Regions from separate parts of the Mus musculus genome. Here regions 2, 3 and 4 are each linked to region 1. The links are chromatin contacts, called in public HiChIP or PLAC-seq maps. All regions are on one chromosome and are shown on one strand. The core of a region is the stretch at or near the end of the contact, and the rest is flanking DNA. Distances in the headings are between cores, read along the strand shown. Region 1 holds the start of Il12rb2 (interleukin 12 receptor, beta 2). Region 2 has its middle 37 kb from the start of Il12rb2. Region 3 overlaps Il12rb2 (interleukin 12 receptor, beta 2). Region 4 overlaps Il23r (interleukin 23 receptor).

Region 1 (6,086 bases), core at 2,338-4,837:
ATAGGACCTCACAGAGACAGAAACAGCAATCACAGAGACTGCTTGGGTCTGTGGTAGTTCTGCATATATGTTATGGTTGTTAGCTTGGTGTTTTCATGGGACTTTTAACAATGGGAGTAGGTGTGTCTCTGAAGCTTTTGCCTGCTCTTGGGACCCTCTTCCTCCTTCTGGGTCTCCTTGTTCAGCCTTGATATGAGGGTTTGTGCCTAGTCTTATTGTAACTTATTATGCTGTGCTTGGTTGATATCCCTGGGAGGCCTGCTCTTTTCTGAAGGGAAAAGGAGGGGAGTGGGTCTGGGGAGAAAAGAAGGGCACTGGGAAGAGTGAAGGGAGAGGAAATGGGTCAGTATGTATGAGAGAAAATAAATAGAGGAAGGAAGAGAGGGAAGGAGAAAGAGAGGGAGTGGAGAGAGATGATAAGGTGGAGAAGGAGAAGGAGAGAGTGTGAGGGAGAAAGGGAGAGGAAGAGAGGAAGAGGGAGAGGAAAAGAGACAGGAGTGGAGAGATAGTTCAGCAGTTAAAAGCCATGGCAGTTCTTCCAGATGACTTGGGTCCAATTTCCAGCACCAACAAAGCAGCTCACTGTGACTCTCTGTCACTCCAGTACCAGGAGATTCAACAACCTCATCCAGATATGCATACAGGCAAAACAACAATGTACATAAAATAGAAATAAATAAATCATTAAAAAATAAAATAAGCTGGCTGTGGTGGCACACACATTTAACCTAGCACTCAGGAGTCAGAAACAAGAGGATCTCTGTGAGTTCGAGGCCAACCTGATCAGCAGAACTATTTCCAGGACAACCAAGGCTACCTAAAGAAACCCTGTCTCCAAAAACAACAACAATCATATAAAAATGAATTTAAAAGAAGTTTTGACTATATTTTAAGACCAGGATTTATTAGGCTCTAAGATCCTTCATATATGCATAATGTAAGATTATATGTGTGTATATATACGTGTGTGTGTGTGTGTGTGTGTGTGTGTGTGTGTGTGTGTGTGTTTCCTTTTCAACATTTGATACCACAAGCATATTAAGGAGTTATATTTGATTTAACATTATTGGAGTGGTAAGTGAAACCAATAATTTAGAGAATATTGTTAAAAATAAAAGTTACTGAAATCAAGGCAACAAAGAGAGTGGTTAATTTTAGATCTGGGTCTCTTTGTATGTAAAATGTTAAACTTATGTTGACACAAGTTATGATGGTTTGAATGAGAAGGTCCGCATAGGCTTATACATTTGAATGTTGGTTCCCTATGGAGCAATCTTATTCAAACTACCACACCTTCTTGCCAAGTTTAATTAGTAGCATCACTATCTTATATTTGCAATCTCCATGTTGACAACCACCTGTTAATATTTATCTGGGGCACTTTAAGCAGAGGACATCTCAGTTACTCTTAGAATGTCAAGTATGGACATTCAGAGTGTCAATGGTGAAGCAAGATTTGAAGGAATAAAAGCACGTCAGAAATGGAAACTGAGCCGTTTCCTAGAAAAGCCTCTGTGAGTGCCACTGTGGTTATGAACTTAGCTGAGTTTCATCACAGGCACAGGCTGACATTTTGGATGACGTGTTGGGCTTCTGTTGCCTTACATGAACTGCCTCCACTGTCTTAGTCTTGCTTTTTAGGAAGCACACAAGCAAGCCTCTCTTTTCTCTCTAACTAAACAAGCAGCCACCTTCAAAGGGGAGGAGGAGGAGGAGAATGGAGGGAGAGACATAGAAGTTCTGCCCTGGTGAAATGGTCACAGACTCGCTAAGAATAGTGTAGTTCTTCAACAACTTTTTAACTCTGTTGAAAGTTTTGAAAATTCTAAATACCTAGAAATTGTTTCATTCCAAAGAGAATGAGCTCTTTTTGAAAAGAGCTAATTCAACTCGATAAAACTTTAGTGAGCTCCCCACCTTGTGCCCTCCAGTACAGCAGTGCTAGAGGCAGGAGGGCAGACATGGCACGGGCACGGCACTCCTGTGCTCTAGGAACTGAAAACCTACGGAGTGGCATGAGAGGATCACTCTTATGCATAGCTTTTGGCACAAGTGCTTAGTTGACCTGAATTCTAAATTAATTGACAGACATAGACTGAAAACATTCTTCTACGTTATGGAAGAGAGACCACCTTATTGATTTGCCTCTGGAGAAATATAAAAACCAAAGAAGGCTGTATTCTCAATAGCTGATGTTCTTGCTTCACAATCAAATTTAAACCTGACTCTTAAACTTTCACATCTTAGGCCGTAAGGTAAATGAAGTGTCTCAGGAATATTTAAAGCAATTAGCATCTGGTAGTAGTGAGGTAAGGTCCTATATAGATGGAGGTTTGTAACCAGTGGTCTTTCAGTATTTTAGACTGTATACGCCTTCAGAAAATAAAAAGGGATTTTCAAAACCAGTTCTAATATATGTTCAGCTGCTTTTTATTATATGCATAAATGAATAGTTAATAAGCTAAATGAAGCTATTGAAAAATAACCTAACCCATAGAGTGCACAAAGTTATCATTCATATTTGACCACTATATCTTTAATATCATATCATCTCTGATATCACCAGCTGTCCTTTCAACTAACCAGAGGCTACTATGTATTTATTTACTCATTATTTATTTAGCTTATTCTCACTTGGTGTATATATTACTTTGCTGTCACCACTAAACCCATAAATTTGGGCTTTTAAATATTTTGCAGAAAAAAATTAAGTAGCATATTGTGAATAATCTTATATTACAGAAAAATCGCAAATTTGAAATATTTGTTACTCTAAAAATAATTAGTGACTTAATCCTATCTCCATAGCTCAAGTGGGCCTGGAATTTACTAAAGCCCTCCTGCCTAAGATTACCGGAGAGAGGCAGTACATCTGATTTACATTATTTACTTTTGACTAAGACAATTCAGCTAACTTTGCTATACCAAGGATTTCCACAGCTCTGAGCCATCTTGTTACAAAGGAGTGTTGATCTGAAATTTTAAAGCTTTTTGTAGTTCTTGCATAATAACTTATTAGCGAATGTAAATTACATGTGGCACAATCTATTTGCAAGTTGTGTATTCTACATATGCACTTTTCCACATTTTAACGCCTGGCAAATTAGGAGGCAGAAAAGCTGGGGTCTAAATCTAGCTGGTGGCATGGGGAGCCGGGGGACAATGCGGGGATAACGGAACAGCAGCAACGCATGTGCTAATGAAATTGTATTATGTTTATCTGCTTATAATGAGGGAAAGAAAAGGTTTAGTTAAGCATGTTGAACTGTCAGTGTGAACACAGATAAAAAATAGTTTCTCCAGTGTGTTTTGTTTGTTTCAAGTCCACTTTCCGTTTTATATGTCCTTAAAGTCACCTTTAAATAACTGAGATGCTAGTTAATGAGTTGGTAAGTGAGTTGTTTAGCGCGTCAGCCTTGTCATTTTGTGGCACACGCCTCCTGCACTGGGCAAGTTCCCTTTTTTCTCAGAACCGCACTAAGCACGCTGGGTGCTGGCAACTGGGGTCACACGCCTTGGTTCCTTTCTCACTTAGTTTTAAACCCTCCCTCTGCGGCTAGTGGCGGGCGTGGTGAGAGCGCAGAAGGGACTTCCCCGAGGGCCGGGCACCTCTGCCTGGACACTTGTCATGGCCACTGCACCGGAGGTCCACACTGCCGCGTGGACTCCAGCGATGGCGCTGCGCTAGGCTAGCGGGTGCCAGGATCCCTCTCTGCGTCCTGTGCGCGGGAAGAGCTCTGGTGAGTGGAGGCACTTGGGCGAGCGCAGAGGAACCCGGTAAGGAGAACCGGGGCTCTGAGGTCCAGTGACTGACTTCCCTTCACCCGTGGGCACTGACTGGTCCTCAGACTGAGCCCCACAGGCTTCCCTGGGATGAGGATAGTGGTAGGTGCCCTCGACCAAGATGTAGAAAGGTGGGGAGCCACACCTTAGGGCCAATTATGCCTAGGCCCACACTGAAGCACGGGATCACTTCTTGTTACAGAATGAAGTGCTGTTTTAAAAGTGGAAGTTAGAGGGAGGAGGGGGGAGAGATTGGATTCCCATTCTCCATCGGTGAGGAATGGGTGTAGTCCCCCTTTTCCTGTGCATCCCCCACGCCTGATTCAATGAATCCTCAGCAATCCATTTGTTAGGCATGGAGTATACTCTGATAAACTCCTCATGGCTCTTAAATGTCTCCGTGGTTAGATAGGATGGCAAACTGAACTTCAGCCTGACTTTAGGAGAGAAGAATCTTAGAACAGTAAGTGTTGCAAATAATTTCTCAGTATTGGGCTCTCTTTCTTGCTGTTGCACCTGGCTTGTTCTCTAGCAAATTGTTGCCGTCACTGCTTTCAATATGTAACCACCAAATCACAGAGGAGATCTGGTTTCCTTTGCTGTTGGAAGTTTCTAGTACTCTGCACAGGGAAACAGCATTTGTTGTTGTTTTTAAGATAGAAATAAGAATTGAACATCCGTTTTTCTCACTACACTTGGTGGGCACTATAGCCAATAGAAACCCCACTTCATTCCTTTAAAGTTATAATTAGAGATACTTATATCAAAGTATATCAACATATATCATAGTATGTCAAAGGTATAACAATATACCTTGTTTTAATCAAATTAATGTTTCAGTGGAACTAGATGATGCTTAAAGGCTACCTACCTAAGTTTTAACTATGACCTTGAAAAAATGGAATGGTGTTCTTTTTCTTTTCAGCATGGGAATAGGAGCGTTATCTACTGAGCGCTTGCTGTATGCTCGGTACAGTGCTTAAGAGCATCTCATTTTAACCCCACAATGGTCTTGTGGCACAGGGACCATTTTATTTCTTATTCCGTGGATAAGCCACACAGTGAGAATTGTCAGCTGATACTGAAACGTCTTTTCCCGGTCTTCTGCAAAGTTCTTGACTGACCTAGCTGCTCAGGGGGCACTTTTCAAAGATCAGGTTTGAATGATAAGAGCAGACACCATCCAACTTCAGGTTAGCTACGTTGTGGCATTGACAAGGGAACACTGAGGCTCATTGAAAATAAATGAGGTGTGTAGACTAGTCCCTTTAGAATTGCAATGGGCAATGCTCACAGTCAGCTATTGGATGGATCACAGGGCTCCCAATGGAGAAGCTAGAGAAAGCACCCAAGGAGCTAAAGGGATCTGCAACCCTATAGGTGGAACAACATTATGAACTAACCAGTACCCCAGAGCTCTTGACTCTAGCTGCATATGTATCAAAAGATGGCCTAGTCGGCCATCACTGGAAAGAGAGGCCCATTGGACATGCAAACTTTATATGCCCCAGTACAGGGGAATGCCAGGGCCAAAAAAATGGGAGTGGGTGGGTAGGGAAATGGGGGGGGGGGGTGGAGGGTATGGGGGACTTTTGGGATAGCATTGGAAATGTAATTGAGGAAAATACGTAATAAAAAAAATATTAAAAAAAAAAGAATTGCAATGGGCAGCGTAAGAACTGCTGTTAGGCTAGCAGGCACCTAGAGTGATGGAGGGATGAAGGAAAAGCTTGGAACATAACTCTAGTCTGACTCTAAGTCTGCTCCTAAGTTTCCTGTGTCACCTTATCATAGCAAATGTCACCTCGGTGCAGAAATGCTGCTAGTTCCCTTGTGTAGTAGAGCAATTAAGATTAACAACTAAGTTATATGCTCTGTGTAGTGAAAACTTGTTAACAAAGGCCAGAAAAGATGATCAAGTTCAGATTAATCAGAGTCTGTTTCCTTATTACAACATCTAGAAAAGGCATTCATTAAGTAAATGCCAGGCAGAGATGTTGACATGTAGGTTATTAGATCAGAAACTTCAGTGGCATTCTCTATTTATATGAGAAACCTGGTGGGATGGCTATCAGTCTTAAGATCCTCTCACTTTATGGAAAGGCAGAGGATGATGTCACAAGATGAAGCAAACCTGTGGGACTTCCCAAAGCTCAAGAGAGAGATAAACCAATGCCTACATGCTCCCCCTGACTCTGCCTCCACACACTGGCCACACAGTGGGATTTAGCACTGGGGTATCCAAAAAAAGCCCTGTGGAATAAAGTAAGGAAAAAACAGCTTGCAGCTGATTTCATGTTCTT
Region 2 (5,310 bases), core at 1,109-3,608, 37 kb before region 1:
AGGGCAAAATTACAGAGAGCTACCAGAGGCTGGACAGAGGGATACTATGTATCTTTCTCACTGCCAAGGTTAACCATTAAATCCCAATTAATGTTTCACGTTAGGGCCCTTTTAGCCATTTTACTAATTTCATAGTCATCCTAGCTCAAGATAGTGACTCTCCACCTTGCATGTGTAGATTTCCCATCATGGCTCTGAAGAAACATTCCATTCACCCTTACGCTCAAAAATACAGGCTAGTGTCTGTTTCTGTGATTTGCCTTTAGTAAATGTTAGGAATGTGATCTTAAATGAGCCATTTTTGCTCTGAGCAGTAAGAAGATTCCTGATGAGCTGTATAACAGAAAAAGGAAAAGGTAAGCAAAACAACACAAAGCTAAGAAACCATAAGTACTGACTGTGACCATAAAGACAAATCTAAAATTAGCAGCTTTCTCTCAGAGCACAGGAAGGAAATCATGAGTAGTCCAACACCAGGGCCTGCGTGCGAGGTGTGGCAGTCGATGAGTCTTCTCTTTCACTTTTCACATCCTGCCTGAAGACATGTTTCTTCCAACTTTTTCATTTTCATTAGTATATATTAGCTGTACTTATACCCGATGGGTTGCAGCGCTGCCTTTTCATAGATGTATATAATGTAGTCTGATCAGATCCACCCCCTGTCATCATCTCTTATCCACCTGCCACTCCGGCTGCCTCTTTTCCTCATCCCTGCTGGTCCCCATCTACTTTCATGTCTTTTATCATGTAATAAGTTTCATTAGAGTTCCTCAAAGGAGCATGAGTATTTTGAATACAGGAGCATCAGCAACTTACCAATGGCTACCCTACTTAAGAAAATGCCTTCTGCCACCCGGATGTGTGCTGTTCTCGTGAGAGTTGTCCCTCTTTCTAAGCCAGGCACTCCGTGAGGACGAAGCCATGTTCACCTCGAGAGACAAGATTGTGAAGCTCAATGGCAAGACGCTGGATGAGTTCGACTCTGGAATCTCTCAGGCGCAGCTCGAGCTGGAGATGAACTCCGATCTCAAGGCGCAGCTGCAGGAACTCACCATCACCGCAGCCAAGGAAATTGAAGTTGGTGGTGGTCGGAAATCTATCGTAATTTTTGTACCAGTTCCTCCCCTTAAATCTTTCCAGAAAATCCAAGTCCGGCTAGTTCGTGAATTGGAGAAAATGTTCAGTGAGAAGCATGCAGTCTTCATTGCTCAGAGGAGGATTCTGCCCAAGCCAACCCGGAAAAGCCGTACGAAAAATAAGCAAAAGCGCCCCAGAAGCTGCAAACTGACAGCAGTGCACGACGCCATCCTTGAGGACTTAGTCTTTTCAAGTGAAAGTGTGGGTAAGAGGATCCGTGTGAAACCGGATGGCAACCAGCTCATAAAAGTTCACTTAGACAAAGTACAGCAGAGCAACATGGAACACAAGGTCGAAACTTTTTCTGGTGTGTACAAGAAGCTCGCAGGCAAGAATGTTAATTTTGAATTCCCAGAGTTTCAGTTGTTAAGAAAAAGACTGAATAAAGTGTCATTCATGGTAAAAATAATAATTAATAATAATAATAATAATAATAATAATAATAATAAATAAATGCCAACTTTCCCCAACGATCATGAATTTTACATATATATCTTCGGGGAGGGTGAGGCCTCATGAGCTCCCTCAACTCAATATCAAAATGGTCTGCCTAAGAACTTTACTATAAAAGGTAAAAAGGGAAGTATAGCAGTAAATTGTGAAGTAAAGGTTTTATTTTAGAGCTATACCGTTATCATAAAAAATGCACCTCAAGCAAGGTAAGTAGAGTCATGTGTTTGTGTGATTGAGTTGGGATCTCACTAGTTGGTACCCCAGCTAGCCTCAAGCTTCAAGGCTCAAGCAATCCCCCTGCTGCAGCCTATGGAGTAGTTATACCTGCAGGCATTGCCACTGTACTCAATAAACATACATTCCAAACATGCAATAGGAAGACAGGGGCATTAGAAGCCCACTGAGCTGAATGGAGTTCTGCCCTCCAAGGCCTTAATACTGTGGTTTCTAATACTCCTAAAGATTTGACGTCTTTTTCCAAGATAAGGTCATGTTGTCAGCAATAAAGGACAAAGACAACACCACACTGTCACCATCAGCACCCTGGGAAGTCCCAGACTTTTGGGGATCCTCACTTAGGACAAACCTGGATTTGTGGTTTCCACACAGAAAAGAATTTTAGGAGGTAGTGTCTGATGCCAGGACTCAGGTGAGATGCCATTTTCTCTCCTGTGACTCTAATCCAGGTCTACTCAGGAGCGCACAGGCCACAGAAGCGGCAGAGCAGCTGGGACAGGATCCTACAGGCCTCCCTTTGTACCCAGGAGGTGGGGCTGTTCAGCAGTTCTCTGTCCACTGGTCTCTCCAGGAGAGAGCTGGGCTCTCAGAAGTGCTGACACAGGCTTACAGATTCACAGGAGGAACAAGCTCCAGCCAGAGACAGCAAGAATATCTAACACCAGAGATTACCAGAGGGCAAAAGGCAAATGTAAGAATCTTACCAACAGAAACCAAGACTACTTGGCATCATCAGAACCCAGTACTACCACCACAGCGAGTCCTGGACACCCCAACACAGCGGAAAAGCAAGATTCTGATCTAAAATCACTTCTCATGATGCTGGTAGAGGAATTTAAGAAGGATGTTAATAACTACCTTTAGAAATACAGCAGAACACAGGTAAACAGATAGAAGCACTTAAAGAGGAAACACAAAAATCTCTTAAAGAACAACAGGAAAACACATCCAAACAGTTAAAGAAACGGAATGAAACCTTCCAGGAGCTAAAAATGGTAATAGAATCAATAAAGAAATCACAAAGAGAGACAACTCTGGAGATAGAAATCCTAAAAAAAAAAAAAAAAAAAAATCAGGAACCATACATGCGAGCATCAGGAACAGAATACAAGAGATGGAAGAGAGAATCTCAGGTGCAGAAGATTCCATAGAGAACATGGACACAACAATCAAAGAAAATGCAAAGTGCAAAAAGATCGTAACTCAAAACATCCAGGAAATCCAGGACACAATGAGAAGACCAATCAGAGTAGATGAGAATGAAGATTTTCAACTTAAAGAGTCAGCAAATATCTTCAACAAAATTATAGAAGAAAATTTCCCTAACCTAAAGAAAGAGATGCCCATGAACATACAAGAAGCCTACAGAACTCTAAATAGGCTGGACCAGAAAAGAAATTCCACCCATCACATAATAATCAAAACCCCAAATGCACAAAACAAAGAAAGAATATTAAAAGCAGTAAGAAAAAAAGGTTAAGTATCACATAAAGGCAGACCTATTAGAACTATTCCAGACTTCTCACCAGAGATTATGAAAGCCAGAAGATCCTGAACAGATGTCATACAGACCCTAAGAGAACACAAATACCAGCCCAGGCTACTATACCCAGAAAACTCTCAATTACCATAGAAGGAGAAACCAAAGAATTCCATGACAAAACCAAATTCACACAATATCTTTCCATGAATCCAGCCCTTCAGAGGATAATAACGGGGAAACACCAACACAAAGACGGAAACTACACCCAAGAAAGTAATCCTTCAACAAACCTAAAAGAACACAACCACAGGAATAGAATCCCAACTCTAACAACAAAAATAACAGGAAGAAACAATTCCTTTTCCTTAATATCTCTTAATATCAATGGACTCAATTCCCAAATAAAAAGACATAGACTAACAAACTGGCTACATAAACAGGACCCAAATGTTTGCTGCTTACAGGAAACCCACCTCAGGGAAAAAGAGACACTACCTCAGGGTAAAAGGCTGGAAAACAATTTTCCAAGCAAATGGTCCAAAGAAACAAGGTAGAGTAGTCATTCTAATATCGAATAAAATCGACTTTCAACCCAAAGTTATCAAAAAAGACAAGGAGGGGCACTTCAAACTCATCAAAGATCAAACCTTCCAAGATGAACTCTCAGTTCCGAATATCTATGCTCCAAATGCAAGGGCAGCCACATTCATTAAAGAAACTGTAGTAAAGCTCAAAGCACATAATGCACCTCACACAAAAATAGTGGGAGACTTCAACACCCCACTCTCATCAATGGAAAGATCATGGAAAAAGAAAATAGAGACACATTGAAACTAACAGAAGTTATGAAAGAAATGGATTTAACAGATATCTACAGAACATTTTATTCTAAAACAAAAGGATATACCTTCTTCTCAGCACCTCATGGCACCTTCTCCAAAATCGACCATAAAATTGGTTGCAAAACAGACCTCAACAGATACAAAAATATTGAAATTACCCCATGCATCCTATCAAATCACCACAAACTAAGGCTAGTCTTCAATAACAACAAAAATAATAGAAAGCAAACATCCACATGGAAGCTAAAGAACACTCTACTCAATGATACCTTGGTCATGGAAGAAATAATGAAAGAAATTAAAGACTTTTTAGAGTTTAATGAAAGTGAAGCCACAACATACACATACTTATTGCAACACAATGAAAGCATTCTTAAGAGGAAAACTCATAGCTCTGAGTGCCTCCAAAAGAAGCTAGAAAGAGCATACACTAGCAGCTTGACAGTACACCTAAAAGCTCTAGAACAAAAGGAAGCAAATTCACCCAAGAGGAGTAGATGGCAGGAAATAATCAAACTCAGGGCTGAAATCAACCAAGTGGAACTATTCAAAGAATCAACCAAACCAGGAGCTGGTTCTTTGAGAAAATTAACAAGATAGATAAACTCTTAGCCAGACTAACTAGAGGGCACAGGAAGAGTATCCTAATTAACAAAATCAGAAATGAAAAGGGAGACATAACAACAGAACCTGAGGAAATCCAAAACACCATCAGATCCTACCTCAAAAGGCTATACTCAACAAAATTGGAAAACCTGGATGAAATGGACAATTTTCTAGACAGATAACAGGTACCAAAATGAAATCAGGATCAGATTAATGAATAAACCGTCCCATATCCCCTAAAGAACTAGAAGCAGTCATTAATAGTCTCCCAACCAAAAAAAGCCCAAGACCAGATTGGTTTAGTGCAGAGTTCTAGCAGACCTTCAAAGAAGAGCTAATTACAGTTCTCCTCAAACTATTCCACAACATAGAAACAGAAGGTACTCTACCAAATTCATTCTTTGAAACCAAAATTACTCTGATACTCTGATATTGATGCTGAGAACACATTTGACAAAATCCAACACCCATTCATGATAAAAGTCTTGGAAAGACCAGGAATTCAAGGCCCTTACCTAAACATAATAAAAGCAATATACAGCAAACCAATAG
Region 3 (6,035 bases), core at 338-2,837, 58 kb after region 1:
TGAATTCCAAAATGAAGGTACTCAAGTTTGTGCGGGGGTTTTGTTTTGGTTTTGTTGTTGCTGCTGTTGTTTCTATATTTATTTATTTGAGGTTGTGTGCATGTGCCATTCATAGTGTGGATGCCTGATGTCTCCTTCCACCATGTGGGTGTCAGAAATTGAACTCACATCATCAGGCATACTAGCAAATACCTCTTTAACCACTGAGGAATCCTGCCAACCCAATATTCAGTTTTCAACTCACAAATTCTATGTACTTTGTATATAGCCCTAACATCAGTAGAAATTTCAAAGAGGGCCAAAGGAGAGGCCAAGAGTTGATGTTATTATCCTTATTTTGAAAGTAGGGATATTCTGTCTCAGAGTGATGAAAAGGAACTCTGTGTAACAGGTGTTACACAGAGAAGTGAGAAAACCAAAGGTCCTCCTACTGAGCATGGAGGCTGGGGATACAGCTCAGTGTGAAGAGCCCATACTAGCACGCACAAGGCCTTACTCAATCCCCAGCGTCACACATGCACAAAACCAGCAACAATCCAAGCAAGAAGAACTGTGCCTAATGCGTCCAAACACCTGAGCTTTGGAAGGGGCTGCTCTTCTTTGACATTAGCCAAACTCTAACAGTTTTTCCCTTCTGACATTAGAGCCAGCACTCTGTCCACTGTGCCACACAGCCACCTAGTTTTCCTTCTTTGCCTCGTTTGCATCTAGGGGTCAAGCTTTACTTTAAAATAAATACAACAGGTTTTATCTAAGTCTTAATAATAAATAGTTTATCCATTCAGAGGTGCCTTCCTCTGGTAGATTTTTAACTAAAAAATTCAAATCAAGTGTGTCACATTCTGAGATATGTCAAATTTTGTTCTTCTTATGTTTAGGTGTTAAGACGGTCTCAGGTTTTGTTCCCTAAGTTTATTTTTGATTCTGAGAGCCTTTACCTTAGGATTAGCCAGGGTGTTCTTCATTTGCAGTGTTTCCATACAGTGAAGAGAGAAAACTGGAGAAGGAAATCAAAAGGATGGCACTGTCTTGTAGCATGCTCTTATCATGTATGGACATTGGCCTGAGGTCCACACTCAACCCTGTTAGACGAGATCCAGGTGTTAGCAACCCTACCAAGATTGAGGGCTGCACACTCCAGATAACGCTGCTCGCCGCTGCCCACCAGAGGGCGTTCTATGCTCTCATATGTCTTCTCCCTGGGTAGGGCTTGAGCTAATTACGCAGCAGCCTGGGCTCACTCCTCAGAATGGGAAATGAGAAGACCTAAACATGACAAGAAATGTAAAGCTCATGGTTAAAAAAAAAAAAAAAAAAAAAAAAACTGTTCTTTCTCTCCCTTATCACCGTCTCAGACGAGTGCCACTGGAGTGCAAATACATTTATCTACAGAGCCAATTGGCTCGGCAAGTCGTACATCTTCAGAGTTCATCTCCTATGATTCAGAGCCTTTTGGCTCTTGGGAAAAAGAAATCGTATTCTCACCCATTCCAAATTGCTAAACTCAGGCTCTTAGCTGACGCTGTGTGTAGGAATGGGTCATAACCTCTGGGCTGGAGAAGGTGCTTTGCAACTTTGGGCTGGAAAGGTGACGGGGAATTCTATCTGTAAATTGTGGTGGCCTGAACCTCACTGTCTCAGGCCTTAGGAGCAATACATCACAGCAGAGGGAGAAAAGAAAAAAAAAAAAAAAAAACACTACAGATGGAAGCAAGCGCTCGTTCCAGAAATGCATCCCCTCAGCTGTCTCTTACACCATCCTTCCTTGCCAGCCCTATAGGTTCAAAGACAAGTGTATCTAACACAGACTGTCTGATTTCCCCCACCAAGTCTTTCCTCAGGTTAACTGTTCACGAAACGCCCCCTTCCTGCCAGAGGGTGGTTTCCGCACCAGCGTTTGCTTCATCTATGTTCTCTTTCTCCTTTGATAAAGGCCAGGCTTATTAATATGGTGCTTGCTGGTGCGCACCTATAATCCCAGGAGGGCTAACACAAATTTGAGGTCAGCCTGGTTTATGTAGTGAGTTCTAAATCAGCTAGGGTTGCACAGTGAGATCCTGTTTAAAAAAAAAAGACAAACGCGTGCTCAGGCGCGCGTACACACATATACAACTGGGGAATATGATTAAAAACACGCACTTGCTTATACAATCTTCAAACAGGCAGTGAGATTGATTGTAATGGATACCTGAAAAGATGACTTCAGGACAATGCTCAATTGTCTCCAAGAGTTCCCCAGCAGCACTGTCTTCACCCAGTACTTGGAGACCAAAGAGTTTCCCCCAACAGACTTGCATCTTACATTAACTAAGCTCCCAGAAACAGCAATGTACAAAGCTGAGCGCTCATTAATTTACAGTAAGAATGCAGCCACTAGGCCAGCGGAAGTCCTGACTCAGCACACCAGAACAGTCTTCCTCCTGTGCTAAATGTCTCCAAATCCAAATTACAATCAGAAAGCTGGTTTGTTCACTTAAAGTGAAAGAACTGACGTGTGCCATATGTTCGTGTCAGCTCAAACTCTTTGGGCAGAGAAACTGCATTATTCGGCCTCCTAGTAAGTGAGAAACCAGAGCAAGGGCATTGGCTGGACCTTGGACAGAGTCTCCTGCCGTGAACGGATAGCTGTGCCCAGAAAACTATGTCACTTAAAACCTGTAAGCCCTGCCTTCTTTCTGCAGTAGGTAGCCATGGGCACTGCCAGGGTTAGACCTGACAACTCTTCCTAGTCTGTGCTTTCATTTGCCATGACCATTGGACAAAACACTGTACAGACTGGAGAGTAATATCAGTTAGTTTCTGCTTACTTTGTAGGTTTGTTCCCAAATGATCTCAATCAAAATTTTGCAGTTTGGAACTAGGTTTCCCAGCACAGATGGCTAATTCAAGTTCCTAAGCATCAATTTTACTCGTTTAGCTCCTGGAAGTCTTGGGATGGTTGTTTCAAGCAGCATTGCATTTTCTATACGTAGAAAAGCACCCTCTCCCCCACCCGCCCGCCCACCCATGCCCATGCTTTCTGTGTTTGTTTTTCTCTGTGTGTCTCTCTGTGTGTCTCTGTGAATCTCTCTCTCTCTGTTGTTTTACAAATTTTAAAACAGAAACCCGGAAGAAGTGAATGTTTGCCTCAAGAACTGAGAGATGATAAAGTCACAGCTCAGAGCCAGCCCTCTACATTCAGATCCCACGCTTTTCCTATTAGTTGTGTTTACCATTAGTAAACTTTGTGAAGAAAGGAAAGTCAATGTGTTTTTGAAGAATTATCTTTTTAAAATGTTCACTGGTTTAACTTTATTTACTAAAAAGAAAGTGTGAAGATGTGAATCACTGAATGAAAGTGTACAGTGGAGATTGGAAGATATAAATAAAAAAGTCATACAGTAGAGTCACCTGCAGCAGGGCCGGGCAGTCCAGCCTCCGAGAGCAACCATGCTCTTGTCTGAGAGTAAGGATGTGTGTATATGTCTTGTTACAGAGTCTGAATCCATCAGAGGCAAGGGGGAAGATCCTCCACTATCAGGTGACGTTACAAGAGGTGACAAAGAAAACAACACTGCAGAATACTACAAGACACACCTCCTGGACCAGGGTCATCCCCCGAACTGGGGCTTGGACGGCATCAGTGTCTGCAGCCAACTCAAAAGGCGCTTCTGCACCCACTCACATTAACATAGTGGACCTATGTGGCACTGGTAGGTACACACTGACCTTAGCATTACCTGTGGGAAACTGTCTCTTTCACCTTTTGCTTCCTGCAGGTGAAGGCCAGAGCCTGGTATGAGTAGCCAAGAGTTTAGACTTTGGAGTCCACAGCTGTCTTTTCCTGTTATCCTGGGATGACCTTGAACAAGTGAATTAAGCCCTCTGAGCTTCAATTTCTTCATAAGATTGTCTTGAAGATCTCTGAGGGATTATAGTCTTATATAACTATTAGTAAAGAAAGTTACATTAAGGGCTGGAGAGATGGATCAGCAGGTAAGAGCACTGACTGCTCTTCCGAAGGTCCTGAGTTCAAATCCCAGCAACCACATGGTGGCTCACAACCACTCACAATAAGATCTGATGCCCTCCTCCGGTGTGTCTAAAGACAGCTACAGTGTACTTACATATAATAATAAATAAATCTTTAAAAAAAGTTACATTAAATTAGAGTAATATTTTCCAGCTAGACTAACTTTTACATATTCAATAACATATATATTGTTAAATTCTAGGAAAAAAAACATTTATAGACTTATATTTAAAAACCAAGAGTATTAAAATGAAACTCTGACCTTAGTGAAATTCTGTTCTTTACTACATACATTTAAATATATATACAGTTGTTTTCAACAACAACAAAAAATCAACTAGCTGTACAGTCTCACATTTATAATATCTTCTCAAATAAAAGACCATGAATAGCTAAGGAAATGAATCTCATGCTATGTCTCAAGGTCTGCATTGTTTAAAAAAAAAAGTCTAAGTAGAATAGAACATTATAATTGGGCCCTTTCTTATAATTTGGTGTCATAATGTTATTATACATTGGTCTCTCAATCATCAGCTTGAAGAAATGTCTACCAAAACATTAGGGTTTTTTTAGTTTTTTGGGGGTTTGTTTTTTTTTTTTTTTTGGTTCTCTTTCTTTTTATTCTTCTCCCATACATTACATCCCAACCCCAGTTTTCCCTCCTCCACTCCTCCAAGTTTCCCTCCACATGTCCCCTCTCCCCCAGAACCACTCCTTCTCTGCTTTCCTTCAGGCCTCCCAGGACATCAATGGAACTTGGCATAACAAATTACAATCAGACAAGGCCCAAACCCTCAAACCAAGGCATCCCAGTAGGAAAAAAAGGGTCTCAAATATATTCAGAGGACCTGGCCCAGCCCATTGCATGATTATTTCTGCAGTCTCTGTGAGCCTCTATGAACCCTACTTAGTTGATTCTGTGGACTGTGTTGCCTTGGTGTCCTCAGCCCCTCTGGCCCCTATAATCCTGCCTCACCCTGTTCCATAGGGCTCCCTAAGCTCTGACTAATGTTTAACTGTGGGTCTCTGCCTCTGCTCTTATCCGGTGCTAGAGGAAGCCTCTCTGATGATGACTGGGGTAGGCTCCAATCTATGAGTATAGCAGAATATCATTAGGAATCATTTCATTAACTTTTTGCCCATTGTATTTGGTTCTATTCTATAAAGATTTACTTATTCTTTTATGTGCATAGATCTCTTGCCTGCAGGGATGTCTGTTTCTCATCTGCATGCAGTGCCTATGGAGGGCATCTGATGCCCTGGATCTGGAGTTATAGATGATTTGTGAGCCTCAATGTATGCTGAGAACCTAACATGAGTCCTTTGGAAGAGCAGCTGGTGCTCTTAATGGCTGAGTCATCTCTGCAGTTCCAAAACATTATTATTTTAGATGCAGCATTAAATCTTGGTTATATTTGAAGAACACTCAATGAAACAGCTAGAAGAAACTATAAGTAAATGTGGGTATCAGTGACTGAAGGCCTGACTACTGTGGCTTCTTTGCCCTCTCACATGAAAGAGGTTCATATGGTTACATGGACAGATAGCTCCTGGTGGTTACAGCAGTACTCCAGGGTTCGTTCTCTCTCTCTCTCCCCTCTCTCTCTCTCTCTCTCTCTCTCTCCTCTCTCTCTCCCCTCTCTCTCCCCCCTTCTCTCTCTCCTCTCTCTCCTCTCTCTCTCCCCTCTCTCTCCCCCTTCTCTCTCTCCTCTCTCTCTCTCTCTCCTCTCCTCCCCTCTTCTCTCTCTCTCTCCCAAAGCCGACGTTCATCCTCAGAGGGAAATAGTCCAAAAAGGCTGACAGAGCTCTAGCTGTTCCTTCGTAGGCAGCAGAACAGAGAGGAGGCGGAAGGGTGTGGCTCCAGGCCCAGGAGCTCACCCCAGTGCACAGCCCCTTTGCACTTGCTGCCACTTGCTGGCCCACACCACTCACCTGGCCACACCCAGCTGCAAAGAAGGCTCAGAAACATACTTCTGGCAGCCACATTCCCGTCCTGAAGATGAAAAGTTGTTCGCTAGGCAGT
Region 4 (6,144 bases), core at 2,731-5,230, 60 kb before region 1:
ACTCCTGTGAGTATTTTTGTTCTGCTTCTAAGAAGGGCTTCTAAGAAATATCCACACTTTGCTCTTCCTTCTTCTTGAGCTTCATGTGGTCTGTAAATTGTATCCTGGTTATTTGGAGCTTTTGGGCTATTATCCACTTATCAGTGAGAACATACCATGTGCTTTCTTTTGCAATTGGGTTACCTCACTCAGATGATATTTTCCAGTTCTATCCATTTGCCTAAGAACTTCATGAATTCGTCGTATTTAATAGCTAAATAGTACTCCATTGTGTAAATGTATCACATTTTCTGTATCCATTCCTCTGTTGAAGGACATCTGGGTTCTTTCTAGTTTCTGGCTATTATAACTGCTACAAACATAGTGGAGCATATGTCCTTATTATATTTTGGAGCATCTTCTGGGAATATGCCCAGGAGTGGTATAGCTGGGTTCTCAGGTAATACTACGTCCAATTTTCTGAGGAACTGACAAATTGATTTCCAGGGGGTTTGTACCAGTTTGCATTCCCACCAGCAATGGAGGAGTGTTCCTCTTTCTCCACATCCTCACCAGCATCTGCTGTCACCTGAGTTTTTTATTTTAGCCATTCTGATTGGTGTGAAATGGAATCTCAGGGTTGTTTTGATTTGCATTTCCCTGATGACAAAGGATGTTGAACATTTCTTTAGGTGCTTCTCCACCACTCGATATTCCTCAGTTGACAATTCATTGTTTAGCTCTTTAACCCATTTTTTAATAGGGTTATTTGGTTCTCTGGAGTCTAACTTCTTGAATTCTTTGATATATTGGATATTAGTCCTCTATCAGATGTAGGATTGGTAAAGATATTTTCCCAACCTGTGGGTTGCCTTTTTGTCTTATTGACAGTGTCCTTTGCTTTACAGAAGTTTTGCAATTTTATGAGGTCCCGTTTAACACCAATGGCTTGTGCTGATCTAAATTCTTATAATGCAGTCCTTAGCTGACACAAAGACTGACAAAGGAAGAAGTAAGAAAAACAACCTCATAAATGTTTGTGACAAAAGAAACCCACTTATAGAAACACTGCCTTGAAAAATATTAGAGATATGGAGCTTGAAGTATATGGGAAATAATCAACAGATAAGAGAAGGATATCCATGTGTAATGACATTTTTCCCAAAGCTAACTATAATAGTAAGAATTTGACACCTATTTAAAAGTCCCGCCTAGCAACAGAAAATTTTTGAGGCTTTAATTTATGTAAAACATAGCACTAGTGCTTTAGAAAAACTGTCTCATTGTGGTAGTTTAAATGAGAATGGCCTCAATAGGCTTTTACGTTTGAATGTTTAGTCTCCAGTTATTGGGATTGTTTGTGCATTAGAGGTGTGGCCTCTAAAGGAAGAGGTGAACCCAGAGCTATCTGACTCTTTCTTTCCTCTCTGTCTCTCCTCTGTACCTGCAACTTGCAGGTCAGATGTGAGCACTCAACTACTATTCTAAGATCCATACCTGGCTGCCTGCCACCATAGTTCCCATAAGGACTCTCTGAAACTGTCGGCAACTCCTCAGTTAAATGTTTTCTCTTATCAGCTGCCTTGATGGTGGTGTCCCTTCACAGCAATAGAACAGTAACCAAGTCATAAAAATTCCTGAGCAAAGCACGGCTGATTTCCAGTTTTACTGGGAAGATCACAAGTCACAAGGAAAATTAATGATTTGTCTGGGATTATGTAATTCCAACTCGTGGAGTTATGTCAACAGTTTGCATTCAAAAAAAAAATTTCCCAACAGGATTGTGATTGAACTGATACTGTATTGTATGATCATGATCAGTATTAAGAAACCATAAGTGTGTTTTGAGTAATTGTAATGAGGCAGTGCTCATTATATAATGCTGAATGAAAAAGACACATGGTGACATTGTCAAAGCATATGGTCTCCAATAGGATACTGATGTGGGAACTATAGTTAATAACTATTACAATAAGTGTCTCTACGTTTTGAAATCCTGTATGCTCTCCATAATCTTCTGTAATTTCCACGCCTCCTATAATTAGTGTGTTTACTGAATGATCAAGAAAAACATCTGGAGAAAATAACCAGTCTGAAGATTGAAGTATTCACTGCTCAGTGCTCTAACTCCATAATACACACTGTGCTGTGATCAAGAGCCCTGTGAGGCCAGGCAGTGCTAATACACTGTGACTTGTCCCCAGAGAAGCAATGCCTTCTCTTTTGGGGCCAGACTGCTGGTGGGTCTACCACCCTGAGCTGTCTTGATGCAAAAGTGAAGCTCATGAGACTAGTGACCAGTACAAAGTAAATCTAAAAACTAGGCAAGAAGTTCCACTCTTCAACTGACATTTAGGTGACATTAGTAAGTCAGTGGCCATGTCTAAGTCTTCTTTCAATCATTCAGTAGACAGAATTCTTAGTTATGATGAAATTTTTCACATGATTGTGAAGCTCAGCAGAGAGCATGTGAGGGCCACTATGTCACCTGAAACACATTGGAAGGCACTGAACAGTTGCTTCACAGTGATGACACTTTACCAGAGGGGAACATAAAATGAACAGCCAAGGAGATCATTTGGCACCAAACACTAAGAAACAAATAGAATACATTTTCTCAAAACCAGTCCTTTGGAGTAGATTTGGTTAATTTAGCCTGGTATTTGTTGGGCTAAATAGTATATCTATGCTCTGCTTTTTGCCTAAGGATAAGGAACTATTCTTACTGAAAACAATCTAACTTCTTTCCAGACACACTGCCTTCTAGGAGGATCACTCTTATTTTCCATGTCAGTATATGTAAACTACGTAAAAAAATCTTTCCAAATTAGGAATTATCTGGGTTTCTGAATATCCTCAAATATATCCTGTGATCCAGCGTAACACTCTACTGAAGGACAGAATTGTCCCACTATTAGCAGAATCCCACAGGTAATAAAGAGATAACAGAGATAGCATGAGATTTTCCAGCTTGTTAGCTATGGCCTGGTGGTTAAAGCTGACATAAATGTTTTACACCTGTGAAAGAGTCTGTGTGTGGCTTCCTATTTGTGAGTGCTTTCATATGTTAAAATACCTAAAAGTACTAAAAATACTAATAGCTGGTGAATTAAGAGGGCAGAGTTGGGTTATTTTTATTTCACACTTCTGTTTCCTGTTACAATACCATCACCATAACTTTTGCTTTTATAATTAAAAAAAAAAAATTTAAGTATGATTTATAAAGAAACCAACTAGCCACTTGGTGACAGTATAACATGGCAAACGTGTGGCTTCATTTCAGTCCTATGCTAAAAGAAAATTGTCATAGACGATTTCTTCTCTAATAGTTCTGTTTATAAGTTATTTTATTCAGATATCTAATTCTTGGTAAAAATACCCTCTCATAATTAGGCACTTCTTTTAAATGACTAGTTTAATTTAAATGTGTGTAACTCATTGATTTGAAGCTATGATAACAGACTCCAAAGGAAAATTGTATCTACTCATTAATGCTAATAAATGTGAAATATAGTTGTTTCCATATCATATAAGTCAGTAACCCATAACCTTTTCATTGCCAGAGCAACTGAAGTTTATACAACAAAATTATATTATATTGTAATAAAAAGCACAATTTATTATTTTTAAATAAAAATGATAGTTTTCAAATAATAAAAGTAAAAATAAAAATAACATCCATGTATGTTGTAAACCTCTGCATTTGCCAAAGGGAAAATTATTCTGCATTTTAATGTTGTATTATATCTGCTTTTAAAATTCCGAAAGCATGTGGCTGCAAGTCCTTCTTGAGTAGTGAGAATTACCACTGCTCTCCTACATGAGCAAACCTGGCTGCTGGCCATGACTACATAACCTTCACCACTTAGAATTTAGTAGAATCACTTGCTAGGGTTCAGAAGAGACTTAGCAAATATTGAGAAGCTCAAAACAATTTCTCATTGCCATAACTCACAGGAAATACTTTCCTCTTTCTGTCAAAACACAAGAGAGTCCTTACAGTTTCCTGATGCTTTCATCTTCTAAAACCCCCAGCCCGTAGTTTACAGAAAACCTGCCTTTATGTTGCCAGCATACAATTAGCTTTTTTCAAATGATTGTAAAGGTCCATACAGGAATTTTTTATTTGAATATGCGTTGTCCATTTTTTAAACAAGTATCCCATGACCCACACTTTATCCCATAAGCCTTGACAACAGGAACAGCTCGAGCTGTGTAAGACACTTTTTCAGAAGGTTGAGATTGAAAAGTGACACTGGAGTAGCTGGATAGCTGGGAGCTGAGGGATGCTGGACTAAGATCCTCCTTCAGAGCTGTCTTCTGCCAAGGCTGAAGACTGTGGCCATGAAGTCACATTTGGCTGCTTCCCATGATTAGGAAGCAGGAGATGGGCGAGCTTACTCTGGAATGCTTTTGAATTCAGACTTAAAGTAAATTAACTGCCAAGCCTTCTTACCCCACCCAATTCTGAAGCTTTCATTACTGGAGCCCTGAAAGTGTAATGGCTAGACAGGGCTGGCCAAGAACCACAGGAGCAGGAAAGCAGAAGAGAAGAATTCTTAGTGACATCTCACCTCTATATTGCAACCCAAAATATCCACTTACAAAAATGTTCATCTTAGTGCAGCCAAACCAGAGACTGTCCAAAGGCAGAGGTGACACAATTTAAACCGTCAAAGAAGCTTAGGTTTCTTAGCATCACCAATTTGAAGAAACCAAGCATGGACAAGTTATTGTGCATTTTTGTGGCTGGGTGGAATTTTTATCTTGGTATTGTCTTGGTATTTGTTGCCTAGAAACCAAGAGAAATTGCTAGCCACATTGGTATTTTAAAGCCTGGTGTAGTTTTTAACTGTCCTTGCAAAAGTTCCTCTTTTGAGATGTAGTCACTGAAAAGGAAATAAGAAAATGTACACATCTGAAACCTTACTTTATTTCACCCTCTGAACCTATTAGAATGATTAAGTTTAATCATTTCCAATCAAGAGAAGACTGTCTCGGGAGAATGAGCCATCTGAATGCTAAGACCTAAAATGCTGACACTCTTGTTTCAAGTTTCCCAGGTTACAGCAAAATCATCCCACGAACCTCAGAAGATGGAGATGCTCAGTGCTACAATCTTCAGAGGACATCCTGCTTCAGGTAAACATATGCACACACTCACACTCTCGAGTGTGTGCGTGCAAACACACACACACACACACACGTGTATGTATCTATCTATATATGTAAGTATGTACACATGTATATTCGCTGAGGTATCCTCAGTTCCTCAGCAGATAACTTCCACACCAAAACTAATGTGTCAGCATTTCTTAGAAAAACAACAACTACTTACTTTCTATGGGAAAATACATTCAAAATGTGCTTACACTGAATGCAAGCAATCGTTCAGAGGTGCCTGTCTGCTGTAGTAGTGAGGTGATTACATTGTCATTTCAGTAGGCTCTGGGTCTCAAGTCCCAAAAATGTCTTTTTAAAAATATGCTACCTACCCACCATGTGCTAGGATTGTATATACATCATCTGTCAATCTCAAGAGCAACATGTTGAGATAAATGCCATGAATCTACTTCATAGATGGGGAAGCTGAAATTCAGGAAGGTTGAAAAATATTCAAATATACAAAGCTATTAGAAATAATGCAAATATTACTTTTGTGATTTCCTTTAATTTGTTCAGGTGTTTTTCAAGACAAGATCTCACACTATAGCCCAGTTCCAAAATGTCCTACAACTTACAGCAAGCCTCCTTTTTTCTTTTTTTTTTTTTTTTTTTTTTTTTTTTGAGACAGGGTTTCTCTGTGTAGCCCTGACTATCCTGGAACTCACTTTGTAGACCAGGCTGGCCTAGAACTCAGAAATCCACCTGTCTCTGCCACCCGAGTGCTGGGATTAAAAGCATGCGCCACCACACCCAGCCACAGCAAGCCTCCTGTCTCAGCTTTCCAAATGCTGGGATTATGAGACACCACATTCAGCTCTATTTTTTTAAGTACACAAGTCTGTGCTCTTTCTCTTAGATGAACCAGCTCCCACTTTGTTTGATAGTATGGCTGGTATTTTTTTTTTAATTTATGGACACATCTAAATGTTTCAGGCATGTAAAAATATTAGATAAAACTTTACAGTGGGCAAATTTAACTAGACCTAAATTGAAATTTGC

The links. HiChIP or PLAC-seq counts read pairs in DNA pulled down with a chosen protein or histone mark.
Region 2: a contact with region 1 is called in a CTCF HiChIP or PLAC-seq map of CD8 T cells, with 21 read pairs. The contact joins the enhancer-like site here to the promoter of Il12rb2 in region 1. A contact is called at or near these places in 1 of 39 promoter capture datasets (macrophages), 1 of 15 datasets of contacts at CTCF or cohesin (CD8 T cells), 2 of 484 Hi-C or Micro-C datasets (Th1 cells and macrophages), 5 of 115 datasets of contacts at active chromatin or transcription factors (CD8 T cells, the SCID.adh cell line, effector CD8 T cells and 1 more) and 1 of 9 other capture datasets (liver).
Region 3: a contact with region 1 is called in a BATF HiChIP or PLAC-seq map of CD8 T cells, with 6 read pairs. The contact joins the enhancer-like site here to the promoter of Il12rb2 in region 1. A contact is called at or near these places in 1 of 39 promoter capture datasets (embryonic stem cells), 1 of 15 datasets of contacts at CTCF or cohesin (CD8 T cells), 1 of 484 Hi-C or Micro-C datasets (bone marrow-derived macrophages), 2 of 115 datasets of contacts at active chromatin or transcription factors (CD8 T cells and the SCID.adh cell line) and 2 of 9 other capture datasets (adipose tissue and macrophages).
Region 4: a contact with region 1 is called in an H3K4me3 HiChIP or PLAC-seq map of the SCID.adh cell line, with 12 read pairs. The contact joins the enhancer-like site here to the promoter of Il12rb2 in region 1. A contact is called at or near these places in 2 of 39 promoter capture datasets (embryonic stem cells and macrophages), 1 of 15 datasets of contacts at CTCF or cohesin (CD8 T cells), 3 of 484 Hi-C or Micro-C datasets (DN3 thymocytes, Th1 cells and epidermal suprabasal cells), 6 of 115 datasets of contacts at active chromatin or transcription factors (CD8 T cells, the SCID.adh cell line, bone marrow-derived macrophages and 2 more) and 1 of 9 other capture datasets (adipose tissue).

What each region holds. Positions count from the first base shown.
Region 1 is chr6:67,373,689-67,379,774 of GRCm38.p6, reverse strand. It overlaps Il12rb2 (interleukin 12 receptor, beta 2), which reads left to right and starts at 3,587. Exons shown (of 16, transcript NM_008354.4): 1 at 3,587-3,740.
Region 2 is chr6:67,410,624-67,415,933 of GRCm38.p6, reverse strand. It overlaps the pseudogene Gm4761. Among named protein-coding and RNA genes, the nearest start is that of Il12rb2, 37 kb to the right of the region's middle. Within about 2 kb of position 2,358, at least 2 of the 459 cell types and tissues checked have an H3K27ac peak or open chromatin away from gene starts, as enhancers often do. A contact at or near this core is called in CD8 T cells, where this site is marked.
Region 3 is chr6:67,313,848-67,319,882 of GRCm38.p6, reverse strand. Il12rb2 (interleukin 12 receptor, beta 2) reads left to right here. Exons shown (of 16, transcript NM_008354.4): 9 at 3,476-3,692. Among named protein-coding and RNA genes, the nearest start is that of Serbp1, 50 kb to the right of the region's middle. Within about 2 kb of position 1,587, at least 16 of the 459 cell types and tissues checked have an H3K27ac peak or open chromatin away from gene starts, as enhancers often do. A contact at or near this core is called in CD8 T cells and the SCID.adh cell line, where this site is marked.
Region 4 is chr6:67,433,582-67,439,725 of GRCm38.p6, reverse strand. Il23r (interleukin 23 receptor) reads left to right here. Exons shown (of 11, transcript NM_144548.1): 8 at 5,035-5,121. Among named protein-coding and RNA genes, the nearest start is that of Il23r, 55 kb to the left of the region's middle. Within about 2 kb of position 3,980, at least 20 of the 459 cell types and tissues checked have an H3K27ac peak or open chromatin away from gene starts, as enhancers often do. A contact at or near this core is called in the SCID.adh cell line, where this site is marked.